5 separate regions of the Mus musculus genome follow, and regions 1, 2, 4 and 5 are each linked to region 3. Evidence: chromatin contacts called from public Hi-C, HiChIP or PLAC-seq, Micro-C and promoter capture Hi-C data. All regions are on one chromosome and are shown on one strand. Each heading gives the region's core, a stretch centred on a gene start, on an enhancer-like site or on the middle of the called end of the contact. The rest is flanking DNA. Distances are from core to core; before and after follow the strand shown. Region 1 holds the start of Cnn3 (calponin 3, acidic). Region 2 holds the start of F3 (coagulation factor III). Region 3 holds the start of Bcar3 (breast cancer anti-estrogen resistance 3). Region 4 holds the start of Sec24d (Sec24 related gene family, member D (S. cerevisiae)). Region 5 holds the start of Usp53 (ubiquitin specific peptidase 53).

Region 1 (2,784 bases), core at 41-2,540, 990 kb after region 3:
GTTAATGGGAATTAAACCACAGCAGCCCTCCTTTGTGGCGCTTTGGCCGGAACAGCAAAAGGGAGACAATGAGCGGTCTGTGCGCAGTTCCACGCCGATTGGCTGGTCACCCCCACTCCCCGAAACCCCTGATGTCATGGACTTGGAATGCAGGCAGGGAGGAAGGAAAGAGAGGATTTGGGGAGGGGGGCGCCTCTCATCTCTTTTCCAGGCCAAAAGTCTGAAAGATAAACCCTGGTGCATTCTTGAGATGAGTACACAGCAAAGCAACGCAGCCAGATTCCAATCACTCCAAAATTGCAACCCGCCACAGCAAATAAACCTCGAACAAAAGCGACCCTGCCGAGATATCGTGACAATTCAACGCGCTGCAAACTTCTCAGGATTGCATTTCTAAGTCTCTCATCTACAGCTGATCCGGCTCGCAGGCTGCGCGTTCAGGCTTTGTCTGGGCTTCCCGCACCAGCGGCGATTGCATCAAGGCACCACCGACGGGCTCCCTTTCCGCCCGCGGGTCCCAGGGGTCGGCGGGACACTCTCCCATGGAGGAGGAGGAGGAAAGGAACAATGAGGGGCCCGGGTTGGCCACGTAACCGCCCAACTTCGCTTGTGGGAGGAGGGGGCCAGGATGGAATGGGAGGAGACGCAGGGTCCCGCGGCAGCCCCAGCCCAGGCGGATGGCGGGGGCGGCAACTCCCGGAGACCCAGCCGTAAGGCAGGGCCCCGCCTAAGGGCCACAGGCCACTCAGGAGCGCCCCCTTCCCGGAGGGGCGCACCCTACAGCCTTGGAGCGGGCCCTGCGGCGCTGCGGGACTCCAGGCGTCCGGGAACCCCCACCGCCCGCCGGGGCCGCGGCGCGGGAACAAAGCCAGCACCAACGCGTGCGAGCCAGGCTCCGCGAGCCGAGGAGCATCTCTCTCTCCCGCAGCCTCGACGTCTCTCCGCGGCGGCTCCCAGCGCCCCCACCGCCGCGGCAAACCCCCAGCCCGCCCGCGCGCGTACCTTGTTCTTAACTTCGGCGGAGAGCCCGTAGGAAGGGCCCTTGTTGAAGTGGGTCATGGCTGTTTGGACGACTGGAAGAGTTCTAGCGGTCAGTCACCCTCGGTGTCCCTGCTCTTAGCCCCAGCGGCGGCCGCGCGGGTGATGCACGAGCTCGCTCCCCTGCGCGGCGCCGGAGAAGCCCGAACGCCGCAGACGGACGCGGATGATGCTTCGAGGTTCGCTAGGACTCGAGTCCCGCGGAGGCTCCGGGTCGCTCTGGACTGGGACCGGCTGCCCTGCTCGCTGCCCGCTCCGCGGCTCCGCACGCTCTGCCCCCAGCCTGGTCTCCCCCCACCCACCCCCGGGCCTCCAGGGATTGGCCGGCGAGCCCGACCAATGAGCGCCGCCTCCTCCCCCCTCGCCTGCTCCAAGGCTTCCCGGCCAATGGCAGCGCGGCGGGCGCGGCGCTCCCTCCCGCGGGGTCCCAGCCCCCGGCCCCGCCCTCACGCCACCTAGGACCTCGGCGCCCCTCCTCCCCGCTGGTCAGCGGGCTGCGACCGCCCCGCCCCGGCGCCTAGGGGCTTCTCAGCCGCCTTGGTTCTCATCAACTCCCAGGCATCTGTGGCGCTCCGACGGTGGAGGGGGACAGGAAGCTCCCCGAGCTGGCCCGCCGCTGACCGGCCACTCCATCCGTCTCCTCCCGGGCTACAGCGCGCCCAGATGTTGCGCTGGAAACCCGGGGAGCAGCCTTCGAATCCACGTGCCAGGCCGGGGGCGGGGGGGGGAGGCCTGCGTGGACATCTGCCAAGTCTCCCTCCCCACGCAGCTGCCGCACCTGTGGGGCTGACCTCTGCCTCGGTCAACGCTCTTTGCCAAAGTCCTGCTCATCCTGTCTAAACTTTGAATGCAGAGCGAAAGAAATTGGGAAAGTGTTGTGGCACAGCCAGGTTTTGGGGGGAGGGGGTACAGCTTTTTGGGTCCTTTTCTGGAGTCCCACCAGTTGCCCTTGGCAAGCACCTTCACCGGGGGTTCAGCCAGCCCAAAAGGCTAGGTAGTTTATTTGTTTTTAATTAGAGGACTGCCTTGACTGAGAAGTCTACCTGCTTTGGTTTGTTTTTTAATCTCTTTGAATCAGCACTCTGTATTCTTTTCCGTCCCCTTTCCTTTCTTCTGATCTCAAAGGCAAACTGATAGAGGAAAGGTGAGAACAGAGAGCACGCTGTCCCCTGCCTGTGTTCCTGGCACTACACTGGGCTATATGTCTTTGAAAGATTAGCTCATTCACTTTCCCAAAACTTACTCGGTAGACTTCAGATCCGTTTTAGTGGCTTGAAGGCTGCAACTCAGAGATTCCTAATAATGACAGCTATCACTGCCTCCAGAGTGTCACCGCTTGCCTTGGTGTCTTGGGGCACATCTAGGACAGGTTTTAGTCCTCTGGGTGTCAGTATGTTGGTTTATGTTTCCCAAATACAGCTGACATTCCAGAAGAGACTACAGGACCAGGGTCAGCCACTTGCATGGAAAAGAGAAGCCCAAATAGCCCAAGTTGAACCTTTCTGGGATAGAAATAAGGGAGTGTGGCATAGTGTCTCAAGCACTCTATCCCAGCACAAAGAGGATTGCTGTGTTGGGATAGAACCAGAGGTCTGCCTAAGCTACAGAGAAAAGAAAAAGGCACAGAATTTCTGTCAGCTGAAAGAATTTTTCATCAACGCTATAAGGTGCAATGTGATAGAGCAGTAACGAGTCAAATGGGCAGAAACGTGAAGTAACTTCCAATGATTTACTGATTGCTTCTGA
Region 2 (2,700 bases), core at 61-2,560, 700 kb after region 3:
CTAACTTGTCAAGAGCAGAGGGTGTGTGTGTGTGTGTGTGTGTGTGTGTGTACGTGTCCTTCCCCCCACGCCCCATCCCCGCCCTCAGGGCCATATAGTCCTCTAGGCAACACCCATACTGCAATCCGTGGAAAGAGCTGAAGATCCTGAAGTCCTCCTTTAAACTATTCCAGGGAAAGCCCACTTTAAAACGACACAGAAGGAGGGCCCAAGGTGCCAGAGAGTCCCGGACTCTTCCGAAGCCGTCGGAGAGGCCGCAAGGAAGGGTTTGAATAAATTCCAAACAGGGCTAGTCCCCCACACACGTGAGAGTCAGGAATGCACATAAACGAAAAAAAAAAAAAAGAGTCTAACCGGACTTTTCCCATTGTAATCTAAAATATCTTTACACTGAAATTCTCAAGGAGAGCTCGTCAGACGTGCAGCCCACGTGGCACCTGTCACATGGTGGGATGCTATTCCATTAAAGTGCTGTCATCAACGTCTCGTTTTGCAAGCCCCCTGGTTTCAGCCTCTGCCTCAACTCAGCACTGGGTAGATGTGGGTATGCACTCTGTCTTGCCTGAGTTTACAACAGCCTTGCTTCTATCAGACCGAAACCAAAGGCCACAAGAACACCTATTTATTACGGGAAGGCGCACACCTTGTCAGAGATAACATGCAAGCCACGCAAAGCGCAAAGCACGCCGACTTTGGCAAAGGCGGGCCCACGAGCCTGCCACCTTCAAGGGCCCAACATCTAGGAAACTCTCCCTCAGAGTTAAAGCTGGAATCTCAGTTTTATCTTATGCAACCGCGGTGGACGCACAAAGCAGGCATCTTTAGCAGTGACAACTGCCAGGAGTCCGGGCACCAACTACCTTCCATCCCATTGTTCATTCAAATCCTCAGGGCGAGCGCAGCCAAATCCACAGGTACAGCCGGACACCTTGGTGTCCCCAAGGAACCAGAGCAGCACCCCCCCTCCCCCCCCAGCTAGCCAGATAGGTTCTCTGTTTCCCGCGGGCGGAGCGCCCCCGGCTTCTCAGGACCAATGCCACTCACCTGCACCCGCGGTCACCTGGAGGAGGAGGCAGCCGAGAAACGTGGGCGCGAGAGCCGCTAGGAGGCGCGGGCGCACGAGGATCGCCATGTCCAAGGGCTGGAGGCGAGGTCTCGGGGCTTCAGCGGCGGCGCGTTGGCTACGCTACAGGAGCGATCGGAGGGAGCGAGTGATGGGTACCGGCTGTACCCAGGCTGCCGGGGTCGGCGCGGGGTGCGTTATAAAGGGCCGCGCGGACACCGGCTCCTCTCCACCCCGCGCCGCCTCCGCCGAAGCTCGCGACTCCCCGCCCCCCGGCCCGGGTCACTCGCTTTCGCGGTGGGCGGCTCCCGATCAGTCCACACCCCTGCCCCGCCCACTCCCCTCCTGTAGGAAACTCCGAGACCCCGAAAGGGGTGACTCAACCGTGATTCAACAGCGCCGCGGAGCACCGAGCTGCCCCTTCGGCGCAGGCGGATCCAGGTACTGCGGAGACCCAGGCTCCCGGGCTGATCCCTGGATGACCAGCCTGGGTGGCTGGCTGGGGAGAAAGGAGTGTCATTGAAGGGACTTAAGTTGAAAGTCAAGGGAGTCTTACTTTTCCTCTGCTTTCGATGTACGCTGAGGCCCTAGCAGAGGATGTATCAAAGCCCCTGGACCACTCCTGGTAGCAGAGGGCAGTTCCAAAGCCCTGCCTGAACACGCAGTGGCTAGCAGATCATTCTGTCAGTCCCTTTGGTCCGCTGCACAGGGCGGTGCAGTAAATGCACGTGTCTGCCATGGACAAGGGCCCTGGATTAGGTCTAAAGGCCACTTGGCACCCCACTCCCGTTCCCGAGGTGACCGAGGAACTGCAACATGAAGCCTGAGAGAATTTGAGCGTGACTTCTGTAGCCACGGGGGTTCCAGGAAGGATGATTCTCACGTTGAGGAAGCCCGCAGTGGGTTTGAGTGAATTCCTCCAAAGCGCAGAAAAACAAAAAATGAAACTGAAAAATAAACATTCGGACGTTCCAATTTGTGTTTTCCCTTCCTGGATGCTGGGAATGGACCCAGGAGCCCACCTCTGTCACTGAGCCTAGTGGCAGCCAGGTGTCACTTGCAAGCTTTGGGTTTTCTTCATTTATTTCCTGGCCTCCTGTTCTAGGCTTTGCCGTGACGTTGTTGAAGCCTTAGACGATCACTTATCCTACTGGTAGCATTTGCTCGACAGTGTATCAAACGATTTCTTGTCACTCCTGGTTGACTGTCCAGTTTATCCCTTCTTTTCCAATTTCCCTAATTCTGCGACCCTTTAACACAGCTCCTCATATTGTAGTGATCCCAACCATAAAATTATTTTTATTGCTACTTCATAACTGTAATTTTGCTACGGTTATGAACTGTAATGTAAATATCTGTGTCTTTGGATGCTTTGTACAATCTTCCTTCCTTCCTTCCTTCCTTCCTTCCTTCCTTCCTTTCTTCCTTCCTTTTTTACTTTCCTTGAGTAAAGTCAAACTTGGGTCCACCTTGTAGGCTCTGAGAAGTGTAAAGAGTAACTAAGCTGTCGTCCCACTCACAGTAGCTTTTGATTAGGCTTCCTGCTTATGTCTGAGAATGGACAGGGCAGAACCTCTTAGATAGCCTTCTACAATACCAATCTTGAGGTCAGCTGGTCCGTGTGCTCACTGGCCTAA
Region 3 (2,780 bases), core at 166-2,665:
AAGCGGGGGGACCACACAGAATTAGATAATCAGCTTCCAAACTGACCTTCCCTGGGCCAACGTACTTGCCATAGAGAGGTCTGTGGAACCTTGGGAGATAAGAGTCAAGGTTTAAAAGACTCTCTGAACTCCGGGCTCTACTTTCCATCCCTAACTGCTGTAGGGAAAAACAAAACACAAAAACAAAAACTGAAAAAAAAAAAAAAAACTAGACTCGGGCTACTCCCCCTTTCACCTTGCCTCAAACAACCGTTAAACCTTAGTCCTGTGACGCGCTGCCCCACATCACCGGCTCGCTGCCTTTGCCACCTGCCCTTCAAAAAGAGTCTACACCTGATTAAAGTTTTTAAGTGGCCACAGGCTAAGCGAGTAAAGGAAGATGGGCTGCGACCCGTCCCTCCCTCCTTTTGCTTTCCCCTCTCCGACTCAGGGGGAAGCACACAACCAACTATTCATTCTTTCTCAACAAAGGGAAGGCGAGGGGAGGGAGATGTTGTCAACAGTTACTGGGCAGGCTCCTTCACTTTCTTTGCAAACTTCCCAAGAGATTAGTGGAGGAAAGCCTCGGGCTTCCAGCAGAGGCGTCTGGGCCAGCTCGTCTACCCAGCTTAGAGCGGCCTTGGGCAAAACCGAACTGGACTAGCAGGAGGGTTCGGAGGGGTCCAGAAACCAGCACCCGGGAAGATTCCGCCCCGGAGCCCAAGAGTAGATGGGGATGCTCGAGGCACATCACCACGCTCCACTCCCGAGAGTCCCGGGATCCGAGGACCCCCGAGGGCACAAGTCTCACCCTCCCTCCCCCGCCACACACACTTTGGTCACCCCCACTCCCACTCCCATGTCTAGTTTGCGGGGGCTCGGGGGTACAAACAGACGGGGGTTGCGCTCTTCCCCATGCCTAACTTTACTCTAAAGAACTTCTCAGTCCTGTTTCAGTCCGACCGAGGGAGCTCAGGAGGCTGAACAGGAACGCACGGGACACACTCACCTCCCCGCGCCGCGTTCGGAGTCCGGGATTGCGGTTCAGCGCCGGGCTGCTCTCACCTCACCGCAGCTGCTCTCGGAGCTCGGGCGGCTCATGGTCCGCGGGCGTCCGCCAAGAGGCTGGTGCGGCTGGCGGGTGTGCACGGCTGTCCCGCTCCGGCTGCTGCCTGGCCGGGCGGCTGCAGGCTCAGCTCTGAGCCGGCAGCGCGCTCTCTGGCCCTCAACTGGTGATTTGCGGCTTCGCGGCCCCACCCCGCCCAGCCGATTCGCCGGGCTGAGCCGAACCCCGGCGACTTTTACATTCGGTGACCTCGTCTGGCTCTCCTCCGCCCGGATTTGAGAGTTTTGACTCCCCCTTATCTTCCCCCGAGAAGCTAGACTTCAAGTGTAGCTCAACCTCTTCCTTACTGAACCTCACTCAACCGGACAGCCTCGCCTAATCCACTCCTCCCCCTTCCCGGCGTTATTTAATTACGCAGCAGATCCGCCCGCTCTGCAGACACCTGGCTGGCTTTCAATTTAAAAGGCTTTCATGGGACAAAGACCAAGGTAACCACAGCGAGCGAGCCGGGAACAGGCAAATCAATCACTCTCACACGTGCACGCAGAACTAGATGGCTTCGTGAACCTACATATGCTGTTTATCAAAACCTAGTTATAAAGTCATCTCTGCACTATCTGGTGGCTTGGTTTATGCCAAAGATTGCTGTGGTAACGGTGGGAGTACAGCACACAGTTCAATATATGATACCAGGTCATAGAATCATGATGCCCACCCCACCCCACACCCCAAATCAAATCCTGAGGACTTCAGATCTACATATAAAAGGTAAAACGGTAACACTAAAGAAATTATCAAACAGAAACCAAAAGCAAAACCAAACAACAAACAATAAAAAAAAAGGGCTGTAAAGATTCCTTAATTAAATACACGAAGCACTAACGCCAAAGGAAACCCGCTTGTTAACGTAATTGTCATTAAGAGCTCCTCTACGCAATTCATGCAGCCGATAAAGGAAATGTATAGAAACTATGTAAGGAACACCTTCGGATCAGATGGATAAGACAGAAGGCTCCACAGGGAACAGCCCAGGTATTTTTATTTACACAGTGTCCTGCTTTGCTTCTCTGTTGCTGAGATGAACGCTATGATCGAGAGCAGCTTCAGAAGTGTTTGTTTGTTACAAGGCATCATTGGGCGAAGCCAAGGCAGGAACTCAAGCAGAGGCAGTGAAGGGACAGAGCTCACTGGCTTGCTCTCCAAGGTTTCCTCAGCTTCTTTATGCAATCCGGGCCCACCTGCCCAGGGCTGGCACCACCCACAGTGGGTCGAGCCTTCCCACATCAAACGTTAATCAAGAAAATACCTCTCCCACATGCCCACATGCCCACAGGCCAATCCGATGGAGGTGATAGGTTCCCTCTTCCCAGGGGACTCTAGGTCAGTGGCTTTTTTTTTTTTTTTTTTTTTTGGTTTTTCAAGACAGGGTTTCTCTTGTAGCCCTGGCTGTCCTGGAGCTCACTTTGTAGACCAGGCTGTTCTTGAACTCAGAAATCCTCCTGCCTCTGCCTCCCGAGTGCTGGGATTAAAGGCATGTGCCACCATGCCCCCGGCAGGTAAGTGGGTTACAACCCCCTTGGGGGGTGGGGGTGAGGGGGCCTAAAGACTCTTTCACAGAGGTCACATATCAGATATCCTATATATACAGATATGATGTAAATACCAGGTATTTGCATCATGATTCATAACAGCAGCAACATTACAGTTATGAAGTAGCAACAAAAACAATTTTATG
Region 4 (2,700 bases), core at 19-2,518, 850 kb before region 3:
TGCAGAGACAAGGTTTCCCTTGTAGTCCTTGCTGTCCTGAACTTACTCTGTAGACCAGGCTAGCCTCGAACTCAAAGAGATCTGCCTGCCTCTGACTCCCCAATGCTGGGATTAAAGGTGTGTGCCACCATGTCTGGCTTTCAAAAAAACATTTGTTACAAGACAGGAGGTGCTCTGAAGCCTGGCAAAAGAATTATGATTTGTTTCCTATCTGCCCATGCAAAGCTTTGTGACACAGTAAACTGAAGAGGTTCTTTGGGCCTCAGTTTTCTGTTTTAGAAAATGAAGTGTCCAAAAGCCATATTAGTTGTGAAACCCTGATTCTCTAGTTTCTTTCCAGTTTCTCCATCAAGCATTTGGGTACCTCTCCTTTCTTTCTCGTTGCTGCGGTTTAAGGTAGTGGTTTAAGGTAAAGATTAGTAATACCTTCTAAGTAAGACGTGGGATCTCTTTATTCTGGAAATGGCATGCAAATTTCAAACGTGAAGACTAACATCCATGATTTAGCTTTGTTTTCATATTAAACCTTCAGCTTCCGAGTAGCAACCATGAGTATGATGAGGTCACTGTCTTGCTAACGGAGGACAGAAAGGCAGACAAAGGTCTCTAGTTCACTGTGTTCCTGACAACACTTTCCCTCCTCCCACTGCGCCTAGAGAGACGTGGCAGTCGCTTGGCCCCGTGCAGCCCAGAGCCTTCAGAAGACCGCACCGGCGCACCCACGCAGCAGCTGCGGAAGGGGAGCGGGACAGCGATGCTCACAGCAGGGGACTGGAAGCCGCCCAGCCCTCTTCCCTGGTCCTGGGAGGAATTCGCTTCCTCACCCTTCTCTGCCACGTCAAACTTCCTCACCCAGTACACCAAGTTGCAGAAACCTGACTCAGCTGCAAGCGGCGACATGGCAGAGAGCCACTTGGCACAAACCGGCCTCGAATCCAAACCCCGAGCGCTCGGATTCTACAAAGACACCCTTCCCCTTCCACTGTCACCCGGGACAAGTTCGCGTTTCCCTCTAATGATGTCCCGGAGCTGAACACTGTAGTTGCCATTTTCCCTCGGAATATTTCCAGCCCTCTCCTCCTCCGGGAACCAGAGAGCCAAGTTGATGGGGAGTCGCGGTGCAGCCGCGTGTGGACGCTCCGCACCCTCAGCCCGAACCTGCTGTACCTGTGGCTCCCCTTCCTCCCCACCCTCCTCCCTGCGCCCTGCGCCCCGCGTCTGCCGTACCTGCTCTGCACGCTCCGCGCCCCGCGCCGCCGCCGCCGAGTCGCTCTGGGTTGCTAGTGCCACGTCAGGCGCCCGGGCGCGCGCGCGTGCTGGACCCGCTCGCTCCCGCGGCGCGCCCTGGCGGGGGCGGGGCCGCACCTCCCACTGCGGTCTCGCGCCTCTTTCCGGGTCTTTTCCTCTAAGCTTTTCCTTCGCGAGGCCCCGCCTCCTCCAATTTGTCAAAGATCCTCCGGAGCCGGTGGCAGGGGACTTGGGTGGGGTGAGGAGGGCGCGCTCTGGGTTCAACAGGTGGCACTGAATCGCTGCGCTGCGCTCGCCTTACTGGAAGCGACGCGTGTCGGGGAGTGCTCAGTGGCCAGAGGAATCTGGCGCGTGGACAGACAATTTGATGACGTCTTCCAGCACAACCACAGAAGGAAGGAAGGCCCACGACAGCCTGGTTCTGTGTGAAACGAGACGCTCAGCTGAGGTGTCCTCAAGGAAGCAAAGGGTTGCAGGACCTCCGTGGGCTTGCCCACTTAACTGGGTGTGCCCCACCCACAAACAGGAACTGGCCTGTGTCAAAGGTAGATAACTTTTAGCTCACCTTTGGACAGAAACAGTTGAGAAACACCTATTTGGCCCTAAAATCAGGACCAATAGGCCACACTCCAAAAATGTCTCACTATCAGAGAGAAAGTATGAGTTCAGTCCGCAGCCGAGCTGCGAGTTTGGGGAATCTATGAAAGTTTTATGAAATAAAAGCAGCCTAGTGATTTTGCCCTCACTGTGTGCCTCCTTCTGAGGAACCAGAAATAAAAGCTCCCTAAAGCTTGACTAATCAAAAGCTACCTGAGTAACTTTTCCTGTTGCTGTGATAAAATACTCTGGCAACCACAACTAAAAGGAGAAAATGTTTATTTTGGTCCACAGTTCAAGGGAGTAATCCATCTTGATGCGGTAGCTTGAGGCAGCTGATCACTATGCGGGCACAGTCAGGAAAGCAGAGAGCAATCAGTGCTTGTGTCTGGCTCTTTTTATGCAGTCCAGGATGCCAGTCCAGGGAATGATGTCCCACACACTGGGCGGGTCTTCTCAGCTCAATCCATCTATGCTCAATATAGATCCTCTCAGACCTGCCAGGTCTTCTTTTAGAATTATCATTATCAAGACATGTTGTTGTTGTTGTTTGAGACAGGGTTTCTCTTTGTAGCCTTTGCTGTCCTGGAACTCACTCTCTAGACCAGGCTGGCCTCAAACTCAGCAATCCACCTGCTTCTGCCTCCCAAGTGCTAGGATTAAGGACATGAGCCACCATCACCCACAGTATTAGGAATTTTGAGGCAACTGTGTCAACTGTTTATCACTAAAAAAGAAACCAATTTAAAGGGTAATAATTTGCATTGTCTCAGTCTCTAAGGTTTCAGTCCTAAGTCATCTTGCTGAACTGCTATAGGTGTCTGAAGATGCAAAGCATCGTGACAGGCAGGAGGA
Region 5 (2,712 bases), core at 189-2,688, 560 kb before region 3:
CCAATGTGGTGAAGATGGTTCCTTCATAATTTAGGTCTGCTCACCCAGGGACTGTTTGAATCTAACCCCCAACATTCACCTCACATCGAGGAACAGTAATTCTGAGTTAATACAACCACACTGTGACCTTCCTAACTACCATTTTTTTTTTTTCCTGGGGGAACAAGGCGTTCAGATCTTGTTACGTCAAGAGTAGGACATTAACATAACTAAACCTGGACTGCTTGTTCCTTGGTCTATTTTTAAGACATATTTAAGGCACTCATGTAAAATACATCCGAGAATACACAATATAGCTGAAGGGGAAAGAGGTGACAGAAGATATATTAAACAACACCTCAAAACAGAGTGCACCCGAGAGGAAACAGTATGGTGCCAATTCTTTACATTTCTAAGAGCTGGTTTCTCCGGCTCCTTCCCGTCGAGGTTTTAATGTTAATGTTGAGGACGGCGTCTATGGCTTCATGTTACTTCTTTTATGTGGTACATAATAAATTCTCACTGATCCCGGGTCAAACACAATAACCTCACTGCATGTCACCCACCAACCTGCAGGGTCTCCCTCATGCGATTTCTTCAGGTAAACTGGAGTCCCCTTTGAGTTTATCTAAGTCAACTTTTATGACTCACGCCAGCTTTGGAAATGTCTTCCAAACCTACATCTACCTTTTTGAGTCATCTTAATCATCAGCCAGGTTTTTTTTTCCCCCCTTTGTTTTGTTTTTCCTTTTAATTATCATCCCAAATAAAAGTTTCCCAGACAAAGGCTAGTCTGGTTCGCAGCAGCAGCAGCTTGCAACTCAAAACCTGCTCCACATCGCGGAGAGGATGCTGCCAAAATTTCTGACAAATACTAACTGGGTCAGCGCGGTTATGAAGACGTTCGTTTTATTAGTGGTCACGAAAGCCCCACTTAGGGAAAATACATTCGCGCCAAAGGACACCATTCAACTGCAAACAGACCGTACCGACTCCCTAAGGGGACCGCCGGGGTGCCGACCCAGCAATGGCTGAAACCCACAGAACCCCGGCTCAGATCCCCGCGCATCCGCACTCAGGCTGCAAAGCCGCCAACCAAGGCGGACGACGGCGGGACGCCCGCGTCTGCCGTGGAAATCCGCCGCAGTCCCCAGCCCACCACGCAGCCGCTCGCCGATCCGCCACGTCCCGTCTCACAGCCCGCCCCGCGCGCCACCCCCGCGTCGGGGCAGAAGCCCGAGCCCTGCTCTCGCGGGATCTCGCGCCTCACACAAGCCCTCGGAAAGGGAGCATCACCCGCGGGAAAGCCGGGAACTCACGTGCGGGGGCGGGGCGGGGCGGGGCGAGACGAGGAGGCGGGCCCGGCGCAAGGGGGCGGGGCGTCCTGACGCGGGGGAAGGCGGGGTCCAGAGACCTGTTGATCGCAGGTGTCACTGCCCAGACCGGCCCCTGGGTCTTGGGCGTGCGCGCATGCTCTGCGCGGGTCTGGCGGCTGAAAGCGGCGGTGTGGCCGTCTGTCCCTGTGCGTGTCGCTTTGCCTGTCACGACGTTGTGGGTGTCGGCGCGAGGCGGAGCCGGGCCAGTGGGACTGGAAGGGCTACGGCGCCGGGAGGTAGAGCTTGGGGTGAGTCGCGGGAGCCCCCGCTGGGCAGAGGGCGGAGGACTCTCGGTCCCCACGGCCTGGCCCCGCTCGGGCGCGCTAACCCGGGTGGCCGCAGGCTGAGGGCGGGATTGGGCCGGGTCGGGATGCGCTGGCCAGGCTCCTGCGGTTCCCGGTGCAGCCCCACAGCTGCCGGAGCACTGAGCCTTCACCAGGGCTCCAGCGTGATTGGCGTTCCTCCTTGGCGGAGCAGACTGGATTGGATGTGATAGAATCTTGGCTTGGTTGGTTTCTCAGTAGCTGGACAGACGGACGGAGTTAATGTTTAGCTTCTAAACGGCGGTTTACGGTACAATTACCAAACTACTCGCCGGCGGCGCGGGGGAACAGGAAGTGCCTGCGCAGGTGTAACCGGGAGGATGTGAAGCCCTGCAATCTGAGCCTGTTTTGAGGTTTTGTTATTCTCCTGGGGTTTGTTTTCTCCGTGCAGATCCCGATAAATGCTTGCAAAAACGTACTGCACGTCCTTATCTGCTTGCGGTCTTCCATAGCTGGAAACATATTCTTTCCTCCAAATATATTTTCAAGGCTACTTTTGAGGTACATGGGCAGTAAACCTAAGTTCTCTGTGGTGAGCCCTGGAGCTTGTTTAAGACCAGGCACGCTGATTTTCACCTTTAAAAGGTGGAGCCAGTGCTGACACGAAGTTATGATAGAATGGATTGGTGACATTGATAACTTGTCAGTTTTATTTTCTGTTGTTTTCAATTCTGTGTCGATGATGGTCGAGGCAGAGATCCCTCATCCTATTCTGTTAAAGAAAAAAGGAAAAAAAAAATAGTGAAGAAAGGGTCTTCAAAAGTAATGTGTGATTTATCTGCTATTGTCAGAAGAATTCCTAATAGATTTTCTGCGGGCAAGAGTTGTATGGAAAATAAGGTTTTTGACTTATCTTTTAGAGACTTTTAAAGTGAGCTCCTTTGGACAACTTGCTATAAACTTACAGAAGTGATTTGTTTAGTTTGTAAATCGAATCAATGTATTAAGTATTTTTCCCAAAGGATAAAAAACAAGAGACCCTCCAAACAAGCCTTTTCCTTAGGATTTTTTTTTTTATTTATAAAGTTGTCTAT

What was found. Promoter capture Hi-C pulls out the DNA fragments that hold promoters and counts their contacts. A called contact is a pair of places that touch in the nucleus more often than the background predicts. HiChIP or PLAC-seq counts read pairs in DNA pulled down with a chosen protein or histone mark.
Region 1: a contact with region 3 is called in a Hi-C map of B cells, with 8 read pairs. The contact joins the promoter of Cnn3 here to the promoter of Bcar3 in region 3. A contact is called at or near these places in 1 of 484 Hi-C or Micro-C datasets (B cells) and 1 of 115 datasets of contacts at active chromatin or transcription factors (embryonic stem cells).
Region 2: a contact with region 3 is called in a FOXA1 HiChIP or PLAC-seq map of pancreatic cancer cells. The contact joins the promoter of F3 here to the promoter of Bcar3 in region 3.
Region 4: a promoter capture Hi-C map of liver shows a contact between it and region 3, with 3 times the contacts expected there. The contact joins the promoter of Sec24d here to the promoter of Bcar3 in region 3. A contact is called at or near these places in 3 of 39 promoter capture datasets (embryonic stem cells and liver) and 2 of 115 datasets of contacts at active chromatin or transcription factors (bone marrow-derived macrophages and epiblast stem cells).
Region 5: a Micro-C map of embryonic stem cells shows a contact between it and region 3, with 4 times the contacts expected there. The contact joins the promoter of Usp53 here to the promoter of Bcar3 in region 3. A contact is called at or near these places in 2 of 39 promoter capture datasets (embryonic stem cells and liver), 2 of 484 Hi-C or Micro-C datasets (both in embryonic stem cells) and 1 of 115 datasets of contacts at active chromatin or transcription factors (pancreatic cancer cells).

What each region holds. Positions count from the first base shown.
Region 1 is chr3:121,425,047-121,427,830 of GRCm38.p6, reverse strand. It overlaps Cnn3 (calponin 3, acidic), which reads right to left and starts at 1,290. Exons shown (of 7, transcript NM_028044.2): 1 at 1,003-1,290. The coding sequence starts at 1,059.
Region 2 is chr3:121,722,147-121,724,846 of GRCm38.p6, reverse strand. F3 (coagulation factor III) reads right to left here and starts at 1,310. Exons shown (of 6, transcript NM_010171.3): 1 at 1,045-1,310. The coding sequence starts at 1,132.
Region 3 is chr3:122,418,392-122,421,171 of GRCm38.p6, reverse strand. It overlaps Bcar3 (breast cancer anti-estrogen resistance 3), which reads right to left and starts at 1,415. Exons shown (of 12, transcript NM_013867.3): 1 at 989-1,415.
Region 4 is chr3:123,266,064-123,268,763 of GRCm38.p6, reverse strand. It overlaps Sec24d (Sec24 related gene family, member D (S. cerevisiae)), which reads right to left and starts at 1,268. Exons shown (of 23, transcript NM_027135.2): 1 at 1,228-1,268.
Region 5 is chr3:122,983,173-122,985,884 of GRCm38.p6, reverse strand. It overlaps Usp53 (ubiquitin specific peptidase 53), which reads left to right and starts at 1,438. Exons shown (of 16, transcript NM_133857.3): 1 at 1,438-1,603.